Linked DNA regions of Mus musculus: region 2 is linked to region 1. A link is a contact called in public HiChIP or PLAC-seq data. All regions are on one chromosome and are shown on one strand. The core of a region is the stretch at or near the end of the contact, and the rest is flanking DNA. Distances in the headings are between cores, read along the strand shown.

What was found. HiChIP or PLAC-seq counts read pairs in DNA pulled down with a chosen protein or histone mark.
Region 2: a contact with region 1 is called in an H3K27ac HiChIP or PLAC-seq map of epiblast stem cells, with 5 times the contacts expected there. The contact joins the enhancer-like site here to the promoter of Uhrf1bp1l in region 1. A contact is called at or near these places in 8 of 39 promoter capture datasets (the 3T3-L1 cell line, cranial neural crest, embryonic stem cells and 3 more) and 3 of 115 datasets of contacts at active chromatin or transcription factors (astrocytes, epiblast stem cells and forebrain).

The regions. Positions count from the first base shown.
Region 1 is chr10:89,742,660-89,746,668 of GRCm38.p6, forward strand. It overlaps Uhrf1bp1l (UHRF1 (ICBP90) binding protein 1-like), which reads left to right and starts at 2,332. Exons shown (of 21, transcript NM_029166.2): 1 at 2,332-2,629. The coding sequence starts at 2,586.
Region 2 is chr10:90,715,427-90,719,645 of GRCm38.p6, forward strand. All of the region lies in intron 17 of Anks1b (ankyrin repeat and sterile alpha motif domain containing 1B), which reads left to right. Among named protein-coding and RNA genes, the nearest start is that of Apaf1, 370 kb to the right of the region's middle. Within about 2 kb of position 2,710, at least 22 of the 459 cell types and tissues checked have an H3K27ac peak or open chromatin away from gene starts, as enhancers often do. A contact at or near this core is called in epiblast stem cells, where this site is marked.

The DNA.
Region 1 (4,009 bases), core at 1,082-3,581:
AATGGATTGAACCTCTGAACCTGTAAGCCAGCCCCAATTAAATGTTGTGTTTTATAAGACTTGCCTTGGTCATGGTGTCTGTTCACAGCAGTAAAACCCTAACTAAGACAATGTGTATTGGTGTTTTGCCTGCATGTATGTCTGTGTGAGGGTGTCAGATCTTGGAGTTACAAACAGGTATGAGTCACCATGTGGATGCTGGGATTTGAACCCACTTCCTGTAGAAGAAGAGCCAGTGCTCTTAACCACTGAGCCATCTCTCCAGCCCCTATGCTAAAATGATGAAGGCAGGGAGCTGCTGTATTAGAGTTATTATGACTCTGTAGGAAGTCCAGGGCAGAAGAAAGGTGTCTGTGGGTGTTGGCAGTTTGAAGTACACTAGACTATCCAGTCTGTACTGTGCTCAGAGGCTGTCCGAGCCTCAAGAACTTCCTTGTGTTCTGTTGCTCTATGTTTGTTTGTCCTAATAGTTCATAATCAGGGCGAAGCAGGAGGTTTGGCTAGCCTTTCTTTGCCCCTCCCCACACCCTATGTTTGGTTTGTCAATCAAATGTTACTTTTAACATTTATTCCTCTGCAAATACAGCTGATTTCCACCTAATCATTTCTAAGAGAAGAAACTTCAGGTCAACTGAAGAAAAGGGTTGGGCCGGGGGATAAGGGATGTTATCTTACTGAATCAGAGACTGGGGACAAGGGATGTTATCTTACTGAAGCTCAGAGACGGAGAGGAGCAGGGTTCTGGGCAGAGACTGGGAATGAGTCACCCAGCTAGGGACAAGACCTGGCTGGCTGCAGGCGGCCTTCGCTAGTCTAGTAAGGCTCTGAAGTACAACCCATCACTGTCATGCCAGCTTCCAAGTAGGAGTCAGTCCCAAGACAGGCATTTTTATGAGTTGTTATGGATCCTATGTCCAAGTAATAAAATCTTGGCTTTGTAGTTATTTTTATTTTTTTATTTTTTCAAGAGAAGGTGTTGCTAAGTAGATCATGGTGACCTCAGACTTGTAGCACTCCTCCTGCCTCTGTCCCCGAAGGGCTGACATTACAGACCCATGTGTCACTACACCCAGCTTGGTTCCCTTCAAACAGCTCAGATTGCTTTCATCCTTGCACAGTATTTGTGTTAGCAGATTCTTGTTACCCTGGCATGCTTCAAGCATTGTGAACTCTAATGCTGCTTCTTCCCACCTCAAATGGCTACACTGTCTCTCTCTCCCACCTGTTTATGAAATATTTTAGTGATTTATATCTTTTTCAAAACCTGCTTCTACAACAGGTGGCCAGACAATATGGCCCAGACACACCAACAGTACCTACTAGGGCCCCTACCAAACCATCCCTAAGGGCAGACACTATATTTTAAAGATGATTAAAAGTGAGGTTAACGGCTGAGAGAGCTGGCTTAGCAGACAATACACTTGCCATTCAATCATCAGGACTTGAACTTGAGTCTCCAGAATTCACATGAAGCCAGAAGTCTGTAATCCCAGCACTCTTTAGGCAATATGGGAGAGGCAACAAGAGACCAACAAGAGGATCCTAGGAACCAGGTAACCTGGAGTACACAAGTAGCTGTTGAGGAAGAGATAGAAGAAAGTGAGGCACTACACCCAGGGCTGTTCTCTGACGTCCCCTTGTGTGACCAAAGTCACATTCATACATGAAGTGAAACTAAAGCTGAAAACAATCTTTCCAAGTTAACATAGCTAGAAAATATTAGAACCAGGACTTCATTTTGGGCATTCCATTTCAAAATTTCTACTAAGTGTGTCTATGTGTGTGTGTGTCCAGAGGATAACTTTCAAGGGCAGTTCTTTCCTTCATGGTGGTTTGGTCATCAAGTTCAGATCATCAAGCTTGCTTGACAAGTACTCTTGCTGGCTGAGAGCCATCTCACTGGCTCTAGACTTTCTAACTTCTAGGTCTTTAGGTATATTCGGTTAAATATGACATGCTGTCAATTTTACTTCCTTTAAGGTTAGACCAACGAATGGAAACATTAAATTACAGCCGTTAGTCTAAGGGAAGGATCTTGGTAAAAGAAACTGAGATTAAAAAGCTGAAATGGCCAAAAGAATAACATAAACAGAGCTACTTGTAGAGCAGAAAGTTGAGTTCGGAGGAAATGAAGAAGCAAGACTAGGATGTCAGCGAGAGAGGCACAGACAAGATGAAAGGGATGAAGAAAAGATGAAAGCCCAAGTACCAACTAGGAAAGGGCAGCGGAGGACCTAGTGGGAGTCCGAAGTAGGCAGGGCTGAAGATTCCCGGAACTCCCACAGGTCCCGCCCACCTCGAGCTCGCTCCGCCCCCCCGACTCCTCTCCCCGCCCCCGGTCTCTTAGGTGATGCTGCAGCCAAGATGGCGCTGGCGGCGGCCGCGGCGGCCTGAGCGTCATGCTTCGGGCTCTCGGCGGCGGCTGCGGCGGCTGTGGCCTCGGCCAGGCCCTCGAGTCTCTTCTGAGAGTGATCTCTCCGGCGCTTCTCCTCCGGGCCGGTGAGGCGGGACCGAAAGAAGACTGCCGCGAAGTGAGGAGGCTGTGAGGAGCGACAAGAGAGCGGCGCTCCAGCCCGGCGGGCACCATGGCTGGGATCATCAAGAAACAGATCCTGAAGCACCTCTCCAGGTCAGCGAGCGCTCGGGGCCGGTCCCGTCCGCTGGCCGCCGGTTCTCGGGTCCAGGTCGCAGGTTCGGGCTCTGCCGGTGCCGCTGGCGCCCCCGACCGGCCTCCGGAGTCACGCGGAGGGCGGCGGGGCTCGGCGGGCCGGGGTCTCCTCCTCCGCCGGGGGCCGCTCCTGCGCCGAGGCTGGTGACGTCCCCGGCGTCACTCAGGTGCTGGGTGGATGGGGTTGGGCTGGGACCCGGTCCGGCTCGGAAGCTCCCGGGGCTCGGAGCCGAGCGGCTCCGTTAGCCGAGGACTGGGGTGTGTGTGTGCCAGTGAAACGTTAACCTTGGGATTGTTCTCGGTGCCCCCTACCTGGCGTCCCCGCTCCGCTGCACGGGAGGGTGTGCTTGTTTGCACAGTTCGGATTTGTTTTAGGGGAAATTAAGCAGGACTTCTCCGCTTCGGCCAGTTCTCCGTGGAAGTCGTTTTCAGTCCCGCATCGCGTTCGTTCTTGCTGCAGAGTTTTCCGATTTTGTTCCGCGACCCTTGAGTTCAGGGAGTTAACGTCCCTGGTGTTTAAACCCCAGACGTGTCACTCTTTCCATTTCATAACACAGTTTTAGTCAGAAACATGACTCAGTAAACTGGCAGTTTGTTACTGCTCTTGGCTTCTCCATATTTGTCTCAAGAAACAGGCTAAATGTAGGACCCTGTTCCAAGTTGGTGACAGAGAATTAAAAGCTCTTGGTTAGGATCTCTTTCTCTCCTCTGTTATTTGTAAGTTAATGAATGCTTTTAACTGATTAAAGGAACGTTCTCAGGTTTAATGATAGACTTGTATAGTAAACATGTCTTCATTTTCTGGATATGTGTGTGTGTGTGTGTAATACATATATATATATTACAGTTGAGAACATATTGAACAAAACAATACTATGATTCAGCAGATATTTTCCTGACATTATATCTTTATATTGAATAAAATTTAATACACACAGTATGTATACATAAAGTATCAAACTATAGCAAAGTTTGTGACCGTGTGTTTGGTTCTTAGTATCACTAATTAGAGAGAGAGAGAGAGAGTGAGTGTGTGTGTGTGTGTGTGTGTGTGTGTATTTAAACAGGTTAAGTAGCTCAGGCTGTCCTGAAAATAAATCTCAGGCTACCCTCAAGTTCAGTGTCATCCTGCCTCACCTTCCTGAGTGCTGAGATTACAGGTCTGTGCTACCATGCTTTGTTGGATTTTTTTTAATTATATAGATAGTGCAATACTGAGTCATCTTATTTTGAATAATGTTTATTACTTAGGGTGAGTCTGACTCATGAGATACACTTCGCCCTTGCCTATTTCAAGAGCCATAAGAAAATTCAGATCCATAGACACTGATTTTATTGCCC
Region 2 (4,219 bases), core at 1,460-3,959, 970 kb after region 1:
TAATTGGGGCTGGCTTTAGAGATTTAGTCCATTATTTCATGGCATGGAGTATGACAGTATCCAGGCAGACACAGTGCTGGAGAAGGAGCCAAGAGTTCTACATCATAATCCAAAGGCAATCAGGAAGAGAATGTCTTCCAGACAGCTAGAAGGAAAGTCTCAAAGCCCAATCCCACAGTGACTTCTTCCAACCAGGCCACACCTCCCAATAGTGCTACTCTCTAGGCCAAGCATATACAAACCACACCACATCAATTATTAATCAAGGGAATGCTCACTGGGTAATCTGACTGAGGCAGTCTTTCAGCTGGAACTGTCAGATAGCTGTGAGCCACACCAAGTTAGTGGCCGCAGCTAGCAGAGTGGGCCTGACGCTCACTATTCACTGAGGATGCACTCTTAGGTTTTACTTCTTGGTTTTTCCAGTCTTCCAAATTCAGATGAAAAAAATCAGGTTGTTATAAATCTGTTAAACCTCCCGGTAAATTTTTCTGTGATATGCCTGTAGGATAGTTATAGACTATTTTAGTATACATTTTAATCCGCGTGCTAAATACAAAAAATAATGAGGATCATTTCATCTTTAGATGAAAAACAATAGATTTAACATAAATTAATTTAAAATCGCTAATAAATACATTTTAACCACTGACTGTGGGGAAAACATTACAGAAAACTAGAGTTAAGGTTTATTGCATCATCTTTATCGGGTTTTTAATTCTGAATATCCTGTCTCATTTAAATAAATGACTTATATTTGAGCAGAGGTTTGTCAACTGCCGCGTGACTTAATTAGCTAAACATCTGTCAATGTCTCAGGCTTCTAACCAGGTCTAATTAATAATAGACAAAAAAGCTTTTATGTTAATAAAGAGGAGTTGGTTGCAAAAAGACAAATATTGCACAATTTAACTTCTATGAAGTAATTAATTGTCAAATTTATAAAGACAAAAAGTGAAATGGCAGCTGCCAAGGGCTGGATAGGAAGTTGATGAGAAGCATTCAAGAAGATGAGAAAGTTCTACCTCAGAGGTTCTCAATGCCATGAGCCTTTGAGACAGTCCCTCATGTTGTGGTGATGCCCAACCATAACATTACTTGTGTTGCTACATTTTAACTATAATCTTGCCACTGTTACAGATAGTAATGTAAATATCTGTGCTTTCTGATGGTCTTAGGCGACCCCAGTTACAGGGTCATTCAGCCCCCACACACACACACACACACACACACACACATGTTGACAGCTGTGTAACTATGTGGATATTCTCAGCACCGCAGAACTACTCAGCTTCAGATAGCTCGAATGGGAAACATGTTGGTGTATATTTTCCCACACAGGCAGAAGACGATGGTGGTGCTCACAATGAGAAAGCAGGGGCTGTAAAACAACAGACATCAGTACATTTCCTGACACTCTCAGCAAATATTTCAGTTTGATAACACTTTCTAAAAGCGTTACTTTAGTTTTCTCCCACTATTTCTCGAAGTGACAATTCTTACTTTTCTGCACTTTTCAGGAGATAAATTTGGGCAGCCTAGAATCCGTTGTTACACCCCCTAATCCTAGCCCTCTTGCATTAATCCAGTGATAGACTCCAGGAAAGCTGCACTGAGATTATTTCAGTCACACCTGACTGTCCATGTGAAAATGTCAGCTCTTCCACCTCACACACGTTCATCTTTCCCTTATGCAACACCTCTGTAACAATTCAGAGCCCAACTCTTTAGGTGGGTGTCTCAGGTTTAATTTCTGTATAACAAGTTACTACAAATTTAGCAGCTTAAAGCCACATGACTTTGCTTCCCAGTTCCCATGGGTTAGTTCTCAGGGGAGTTAGAACACAACTGAGGGCCCCATTGAGGTAGCTTTTCCACCCAAGGTCGAGCTTGTGGCTGAGCCCCCCCCATTCCCCCCCACCCCCAGGTCATGCTCTGCTTCCCAACTCCAGCAGCACTGTCAGAACTAAGTTTCCATGTGATTCTAGGACTGAGCCGGCAACCCTATCCGTTCCTTTCTATCTAAATTACTACATTTTCTCATCAAGTCCCACAGAGTAGCCTCCCTAAATGAACACTCTTGTCCACTTAAATGAATCACCCAAGCTGATTAAGTAAATCAACTGACTAGAGACCTTTACTTATTATATATGCAAGCCTTTCCGCCTTTGTCTCATGGCCCCATCACAAGAGTGAGGATCATCTCATAGCCACAGATCCTGCCCACACCTACATAGACAAGGTTCTACAAGATACACAATCCCTTCTAAAGACAACCTCGTAAAAAGCATCATGGGATACCTTTCAGATGCTCAATATTCTCAACCGGAAAACTAAGGGTGAGAAGACCCATTTCATAAGGACAGGATGCTTAAATGATTTTGCATTTTACACACAGTATCTAGGAGCACAGGTCTTTTGTATACAACATCCTGGAGCACAGATATTCAGAATACCCTGGCTCTCACGTTTTACCCAGCAGACGTCTCTCTGTGAAGTAGAGAACATACCAAGACTGACTAGGCTCTGTGGCTGCCACAGACAGGCTCTCACCCTTCCTTGTGCTGCCTCACTTAAGCTTCACAACAGCCCTCTGGGGCAGGGGCTGGCGTGTGAAGAAACTAGGACACAGAGGAGTTAAACTACTCCTACTTCCTGAGTTAGGAAGAGGTGGAGCCGGCTTGCCCATCCTCCAACCTCCAGCAGCCTTGCTGTGGAGTTCACTTCTCCTCAGCGCCCTCCCCTGCATCCCCTGGTGTGACAGAACATCCGAGGGCAGGTCAGAGCCCCACTCACAGTTCTCAACAGGCAGAGTCTCGGGGAGCCTCCTACCTGCTAAGTTTCTGGCCCCTTCCGTGCCATTACCTCCGACACGACACGTCCTTATCCTACACACGTTCCGGGTGAGCTCTGTACTAATTGAAATGGTGCAGCAGCGTTATTGCTTTTGAGGCAGTAGCTCATAAAGACGTCTGGTTTTAATTCACTCAGTATTTCTTTTGAATAGTTGATGACTCAACTCTTAAATTAAAAAAAAAAAAAAGAGTGATATAATCCTCTAAAAACCAAGGGGGCTGATTACCTAATGGCGGAATCGCATGGGGGAGGAAATTTAATTTTGATGGAATTTTTTTTTTTCCTGCGCCCTTCAGTTCTCTTCACTTATTTCAAGTTCGGCCTAGTTTCCCACAACTTTCCACATGCCCGATTTCCCCTTCAGGAAAGATAGAGCCTGGGGAAGGACTCCGCAACCCTTGACCACAGGAGATGGATGGCCGTCTAGAGAGCCGCGTTATGTTTATGTAAAATGTCTTTTACCTCTCTTCCTAGCAGCCTCAAAGAGTAAGGGAGGGAGCTGAAGAATTGTCTCAGTGCTTACTTGCTGCTGTGACAAAGGACCAAGAACCCACATCGCAGGTCACAAACTGTAGGTAACTCCAGTTCCAGGAGATCCAGCGCCCTCTTCTGGCCTCCACAGGCACCAGGCACGCGCATGGTACATAAATACATACACAGTCAAAACACACAGACACACAAAATAAAACGTATTTAGAAGATGGAGGAGGAGGAGGAGGAGGAGGAGGAGGAGGAGGAGGAGGAGGAGTCTGAAGAAAGCGCTGAGTGTGCAGGAGACCACAGGGAGGGGAGTGTGCAGAACAAAGCTCCAAGAGTTCCTACTAGTTCTCTGCCCTGAGCTAAACCATTTCACGTGCCCAGCCGTTTCTACATACGTGTCCTTGCAGGGATTCTGGTACTTCAAAGTGACTCTACGGGGAGATCGTGCTCAAAACTCTTAGGCTCAAATAGAAGAAGGGAAAGGCTTATATCTCACTTTCTTTACCCCTGGATAACTTAAGAGGCACAGGGTGACTATCTTTTTCTCAAAACGTTTGGACCATTATATCCATATACATAATAATATACATAATAAGGTAATGTTGGAGATAGGACCCAAATCTAAACACAAAACTCACGTGTGTGTGTGTGTGTGTGTGTGTGTGTGTGTGTGTGTGCACGTGTGCGTGTGTATGTATGAATATATACCTTATACACATATATTTAAGGTAATTTTATACAATGTGTTAAATGATTTTGTTCATTTAAACTGTTTTTTTTCATACAAAGTCAACTGTAGACTTTTTCATGTTAGCACTCAAAAAATTTTTTTAAATTTTGGAGCATTTCAGATTTGAGATATTTTTCATTATGAGGATTGACC